Linked DNA regions of Sus scrofa: region 1 is linked to region 2. A link is a contact called in public Hi-C data. All regions are on one chromosome and are shown on one strand. Each heading gives the region's core, a stretch centred on a gene start, on an enhancer-like site or on the middle of the called end of the contact. The rest is flanking DNA. Distances are from core to core; before and after follow the strand shown. Region 1 holds the start of APP (amyloid beta precursor protein). Region 2 holds the start of MRPL39 (39S ribosomal protein L39, mitochondrial).

Region 1 (3,349 bases), core at 192-2,691, 550 kb before region 2:
TGGCTTTTGGAGGAAGTAAATGACATAAGCACGTAAACAAATAATTCGAACTAACGAATATTTGTCACCATTGGTTGAGGAGGTTCAAAGGTCATTCAGGAGAGAAAGTAATTCAAGGGACCAGCTTGGATGCCTAACGGGGTTAATAAGAGAGAAGACAATATCCAGGGGAGCTGGCCCAGAAATGTTATCTTATCTGGAAGGAAGCCGGCATCCTCGGCTGAGCCACGATTCCACGGCTGAGCCTGTGGCTTCTTTCCCTCCCACCAGCGCCCCTGTGGACTGTGGCTTGTCCTTCAGGTCAAGAGCAGGGCAGTTCTAGACCATTCTAGACTCACCAGACACTAACCCGACCATGGGTGGATTGTGTTTAACCTAGGAGAAAGTGGCTTCCCTAGAAGGTTCACTTCTGTAATCCCGGGCAGACACAAGAAGGAACAAGGACGGAGTTGGAGGTCAGAAGTTCTGAGGTATGGGGGTCGAGGAGAAATCATCTTTCCACAACCTTTCTTTCACTTCACCCGCGTCTCAGATGGACACTACATCCCTGCCTGATTTAAAAAAAAAAAAAAAAAAAATCCCAGATGACTGTCCCCTTCTCAAAACAAAAACAAACAAAAAATTTAAAAAAAAAATTAAAAACCCTTCTTTCAAGGAGAAGTAAATAGGTCGCCGCTTCTTCTCCTGGTCCGGCGCCTTTCTCCTTCGGTTCAGTCTAAAGATAGAAATTCCAGGTTGCTCGTGGCTGCTTTTGACAAAAAAAAAAAAAAAAAAAAAAAAAAAAAAGAGGGCTTTTGCTCTCCTAGCAAGCAAAGAAATCCTATTTCCTTTAAGCTAGTCTTGTTCTCAGTCTCTTCCAGAAACGCCTCCCCCACCTCTCCAAACCGAGACAAAAAATTAAATGCGGATAAAAACGCACCCCAGCAGCAACCCATTTATACGACACCCCCGAGAGGCCTGCGGGGTCGGATGAGTCAAGCTCACGGGAACGAGCGGGGAGCGCTCCCGACTTTTCTGGAGCCCAGTCGTCCTACGACTCACCTTTCCCTGATCCTGCACGGTCCCTCTCCCGGCCCCAGAGTCTCCCTCCTACTGCTCGAGGGGTCCAGGCCAGGGAAGCGGGCGGGGAGCCGGGGGGACCCGGCGGGAGCCGAGGGCCCCGCACCTGTGGGCGCCGAGGGCGCCGGGGGCGCCGGGGGCCGCGGGCCCCTCCCGGCCGAGCGCGCGCAGCTCCCCGGCGGCTCCGCTAGGGGTCTCTCTCGGGTGCCGAGCGGGGTGGGCCGGATCAGCTGACTCGCCCGGGCTCCGAGCCCCGCCGCCGCGCTGCTGTTCGGTCAGTTTCCTCGGCAGCGGTAGGAGAGAGCACCCGGGGCAGCGCGAGCGCGGGGCCACCGTAGACAGCGGCAGCGACACCGGCAGAGCAAGGGCGCGGCGGATCCCACGCGAACAGCAGCGCACTCGGTGCCCCGCGCAGGGTCGCGATGCTGCCCGGTTTGGCACTGGTCCTGCTGGCCGCCTGGACGGCTCGGGCGCTGGAGGTGGGTGCCGCGCCTCGGAATGGGGTCGGAGGGGGACAGTGGAGACCCGATTAATCCAAGTCTTTAACCCAGAGAAGCTGGGGTTAGTCGAGGACCACCCCACTCTCCTCAGGCCTTACGCCCCCGCTTGCGGGCACCCTGCGCATCCCCGCTTCTGGCCCAGCCCTGCCCCGGGGACGCGCTCTCCGGCCCGCGGGGAAGGAGCGGGTGAGGGGTCGGGAGCCCGGGTCCGCTTCAGTCGGGGGAGAGAAGAGGAGGAGGCTATCTGCAGCTCAGACCCTGACTTAGTCCCTGCCTCGGAACCGGGGACCCGGGGCAGCTAGAGACGTCCAGATGGTAGGTGGGGGAGGGAGCACGTGGGAAAAGCCGAAAACCCACAGTCCCTGGATCCTGTCCCCAGCTCTTAATCGCTGCCTTTCCCTTTCTCTCGGGCCCTAGGGAGGAGTCGGGACGGCTTGGGAAGCTGGTCATCTCTCTCCCCAACCCCCCCACCCCCGCTTTCCCTCGCTTTTCCCCCGCGGTTTCACCTTCCCTTCACATCCCCACCGCCCCTTTTCTGCCCGACCTCCTCCTCCTCCCTCTTCTCGGTTGCTCGGGGCTGCCTCCTGAGTGCGACCCCAAGCAGGGTCAGGCACCACCCTCGGCAGGCAAACTTTGTGCATTTCTGTGTCTCCCTTTTGTGCTAAGTTGCGAGAGATGGGAGGGGTCGGAGATCCACAGCCACATCGCACCTTCCCCAAGCCTAAATATCCCGGGCGTTCGCTCGCACCCTCACATTCTCCGGGAGAGGGACAAGGAAGGTCCCCGGGAACAAAAGCCGCGACACCCCGCCCTCGCCAGCCCGGGGCGCGGTGGGCTGAGCTGAGTTAGTCTGTGCGCCACCGAGGCTCCCGCCTGACTCCCTTCTCCGCGCTGCGCGCCCGTCCCGGAGGGGGCTGGGGCGCTGCTGGGGCGACTCTGGCCGAGCCTCTGGGCCCCTCTACTTCCTCCCCCCACCCCATCACCTCCGAGGCTTGCTCATTCTGTTCTCGGTTGTAAAGTCCTTGGGGAGAAATACGCGGAGAGTGGAGTGTGCGTCTGGAAGGGGCAGTGGCGGGTGGTGGGGAGCCACGAGCTCTCTTCCTGTGCATCAAAGGAGGCGTTTGTCTGATTAAGGCGCGGCCTCTTCCCTGGCAGTGCTGGGCAGTCCGGTTTAGCTCCCCGGGGGGCGCGGACTGCTGGGGAGGGTCCTCAGGGTCTTTTTTTTTAGGGTGCAGATAAAAGGATTGAATTGAGTGAAGATTAAGACGGAGAAGATGGCGCCTCTGCAGTGCAGCAAAGAAAAGCTGTGTGGAGGCTGCAGCCTGGTGAAATCCACCCACCACTAGGTGTATAACAAGTCCTCCCCATTCATCCAACTCTCGAACATTCAGCTAACGCCTGTGCAAAATGACTATTTTCCTTTTCATCTGAAGATGTTGAGAAATTATTTGCTTGGCAGTTGAGGCAGAAAACGTATTTCGCATCATTTGAGTTCCCATTTGGTATCTTAGCATTTGTAACCTCTCTTTCCCCATTTTTCCCCCTCCTTTTCCCCTAACTCATGGGATTTTCCAAAAGAGCAATTTCTGGACAAATGTTTTCCCGTAGTGTAACTGAGATTATACGGACTATCACACCATTTCAGCTGTTTAGTCCCTAATTTACAGGGTCATTGAACTTTTTCCCCCTCTGCCTTTTTCCTACAAGTGGCTCAGGAATCACCTGGGGGCTTGTTAAGGCAGATTGTTTTAAGAGTCGAAGCATTTGGCTTTCCATTTAAAAATGCATTT
Region 2 (3,494 bases), core at 482-2,981:
TGATGATGGGCATGTTCAATATGACTGGCATGTGTTTGAAATTCATTGGACATCAGCATTACTAACATCCTTCCAACCAAGTCAGTTTCTGTGATACTTGTGACTTCCAATTACTGCTCCCCATGCAATTTATGATTTAACTTGCTTAAATTGGAGTTCCTATTGTGGCTCAGCAGGTTAAGAACCTGACAGAGTATCAGTGATGATTCAGGTTCGATCCCTGGCCTCGCTCAGTGGGCTAAGTATCTGGTGTTGCTGCAAGCTTTGGTGTGGGTTGCAGATGCGGCTCGGATCCGGTGTTGTGGTGGCTGTGGCATAGGCTGGCAGCTGTGGCTCCAATTTGACTCTAGCCTGGGAACCTCCAAATCCGCAGGTGCGGCCTTAAAAAGAAAAAAAAAAAAAAAAACCTCGCTAAAATTTATGTTCTGAGGCTTTGTTTAATATTGTTCTAAAATGTTATGAAGGCAACTAAATGGGGTTAAATAGTGCAGATTCTAAAAGACGAATGAAGCAAAGAGTGTCAAGGGAATAACTACGCAAATTTAAGGAGGAAGTCAGAGATACACAGCCCACACATACAGCATACATATTTGGGTCTATGCCTTGACAGATCTGACTCCTTTTCCTTCCAGTTTTTTTTTTTTTTTTTTTTTTTTTTGTCTCTTTACCTATTCTAGGGCTGCTCCCTCGGCATATGGAATTCCCAGGCTAGGAGTCTAATCAGAGCTGTAGCCACCGGTCTACACCAGAGCCACAGCAACACGGGATCTGAGCCGCGTCTGTGACCTACACCACAGCTCATGGCAACGCTGGATCCTTAACCCACTGAGCAAGGCCGGGGACCAAACCCGCAACCTCATGGTTCCTAGTCGGATTCGTTAACCACTGCGCCACGACGGGAACTCCCTCCTTCCAGTTTTATAACTAATGTACAGCACTGTTTAAGGTGTACAGCATAATGATCTGACATATGTTTATAATGCAAAACGATTACTTAGCACAGTAAGTTTAGTCAACCTTCATCACCTCCTATAGTCACAAAAACAAATCCGTTTTCCTTGTGATGAGAACTTTCAGGTTTCTTTAGTAATTTTAAATATACCCCCATAGAATTGTCGACTACAGTCATGATGTTGTACGTACATCCCCAGTACTTATTTATCTTATGCTGGTTTGTACCTTGGGACCTACTCCCCTCCCCCAGCTGCCCCACAGGAGGCAGATAGTGACATCTGTTCCTTAACCAGTATCGCCACCTGGTGGTGGTGTATTCCAATTGCAAGTCCAGGCGCAGAAGGAGAGCGGGGTGGGTAGGCGGGGTGGGTTAGGTGGGGAGGCCCTGGGCTGAGTTTGTCAATGCACACGATTTAAGTAAAGCCACAGCAGTAACCAAAACTGCTGTTATTCAAAACAAAACATCGAATAACAACATTTTCATGCTTCATCTCGGGAATGCTTACTTCAATAGAAGCAACATTCTAGTATGACAAAGAAATCGGACTGCGCTGAATGCAAGGGCATTCAAATCATTCAACAAACATACATACAGTTCCTACTATGCGCCAAGCTTGGGATCCATCAATGAGCAAGAAACAAAAATCCCGCACTTTGACATGGGATGCCTCTTAATATGTTCTCTATATTCTTTCTATAGTATATAAAACGAATCTAGATAATTTGTAAAGCTCTACGGATTACCAAGTTCCCTCCAACATCTACAGGTCGCATTTTGTGGTCCTACTGAACGGAGAAGCCAGGCGCAGACCCACTCCAGCCAACCTAAGAACTCACCCTTGAAAAATCGAGTTAAGCCACGAGTTGGAAGATGTCGTCGGTAGAGCCGGCAGGGCTGACCATGAAAGAATAAAACAGAAGTCACCGTCCCTCACTTTTTATCCTCAGAAATATTGTTTGCAAGAAGCAGGTGATCGAACCCGTGGAGGACGGAGGGTGACGGTGCGTTTCGGGCTTTGAGGCTCCAAAAGAGATGCTTGTTCTCCCACAGAGCCCACAGGGTGGCAGACCGGCCACTCTGGCGTCCAGGACCTCTGGTCACCTTCCAAGCGCCTGGAAAAGACCGGGTTCCAGACGCGGGACCTCCGGCCACTGACTCTCGCGCCCCCTAGTGGCAGATGCAGCCGGGGGCCGGGCCCCGGAACGAAATTACCTGACGGAACCCGGAGTGCGCGCTCCGAGCTTCCGGGGAAGAAGACAGAGCAGGACCTGCGCGCGGCGGTTCCTGCGCTCGGGAAGGAGGCCATGGCCATGGGGGCTTGGGGGTTGCGGCTCTGGAGGGCCGTCCCCCGCGGCGAGGCTGGCTGGAGTGAGTGTCAGCGGCCATGGGGACGGGAGCCAGGATTAGGAGGTGGTGTCCGCCCAGAATGGGCCAGAGGCCGATCCTGGGAGGCCCCGCCGCGCTGGTGCGGAGGAGGGTCTTTAAGTCCGTGCTGTGGCGGCCGTGCCCTCCCGCCCTTGGGGGTACCGATCCTAGGGGGGCGGGACGGCTCTGGGGTGGGGGAAGAGCCCATGTGCCGGTGCATACACGTCCTGATTTCCCCGTGGGAACACTCGTACCTGCTTGCCCGATTTGAGGCAAATCAGGAGAACTAAATCAGGGGACCTCTGATTTGGGGTTTGGAAAATAAACTCAGCATTTCTCGATTTAGATACGGGGAGGTTTGCGCGCGGGACCTCCAGTCTCTTGGAGCTTTCATGTCCCCGAAGACCTTTTCCAAGCGACAACTTTGCTCACCTTCCCAATGACCGGTCTGGTTTGGACTCCCCTTCCCGGTTACTTTCTGCCCTTACTGTAAAGCACAGATCGGGATACGGCCGAGGAAACTGGGAAGTGGAGCTCGATGGTGAGAGAGCACAGTTGAAATGAAGGTGCGGATCTGGGCAGGCTGCAGTTTTCTTCTGTCGGCGTTTTAATGATTAGTATTGGAAAGGGTGTAAGTTTACCGATGAGCTCATTTTGATAAAGGGCGTTTAAAATTCCCTTGCCTCTTGCTCTTGTTGTAGGAGGGTAGTGATGTGGGAGTGGAACAGGGTAGGTTAGTAGGTTATTTATTTTGTCATATTCATTTTTAAGTTACTGTTATGTCAGTCTTCACATCTATTGTAACTTCTGCCCAGGATTGATAGCAACATCACCAGCTTCTCAGCTGTCACCGACCGAACTGATAGAGATGCAGAATGATCTCTTTAACAAAGAGAAAAACAGGCAGCTATCCTTAACTCCCCGGACTGAGAAGATTGAAGTTAAACACGTTGGGAAAACTGACCCTGGCACTGTCTTCGTGATGAATAAAAACATTTCAACTCCTTATAGTTGTGCCATGCGTAAGTAATGAATCAGGATACCGTTTTGATGATTTTACATAAATCAGAGGAAGAACTAGGGCAGAGGAGACAAGATGCTGTAATTGCTTCCTGAACTTGCTGGAAGTTCCCCTTACTGTCTTGCTGTGTGTTCGCTGTCAGCTTAGCTGTCC

The links. A called contact is a pair of places that touch in the nucleus more often than the background predicts.
Region 1: a Hi-C map of embryonic fibroblasts shows a contact between it and region 2, with 2.6 times the contacts expected there. The contact joins the promoter of APP here to the promoter of MRPL39 in region 2. A contact is called at or near these places in 5 of 47 Hi-C or Micro-C datasets (embryonic fibroblasts, epiblast stem cells, fetal skeletal muscle and 2 more) and 1 of 2 datasets of contacts at active chromatin or transcription factors (alveolar macrophages).

Annotation. Positions count from the first base shown.
Region 1 is chr13:189,714,044-189,717,392 of Sscrofa11.1, reverse strand. APP (amyloid beta precursor protein) reads left to right here and starts at 1,441. Exons shown (of 18, transcript NM_214372.1): 1 at 1,441-1,538. The coding sequence starts at 1,482. It overlaps LOC110256540 (a long non-coding RNA gene), which reads left to right and starts at 1,545. Exons shown (of 2, transcript XR_002338172.1): 1 at 1,545-1,874; 2 at 2,788-3,349.
Region 2 is chr13:189,164,539-189,168,032 of Sscrofa11.1, reverse strand. MRPL39 (39S ribosomal protein L39, mitochondrial) reads left to right here and starts at 1,731. Exons shown (of 10, transcript XM_003132745.6): 1 at 1,731-2,323; 2 at 3,136-3,342. The coding sequence starts at 2,260.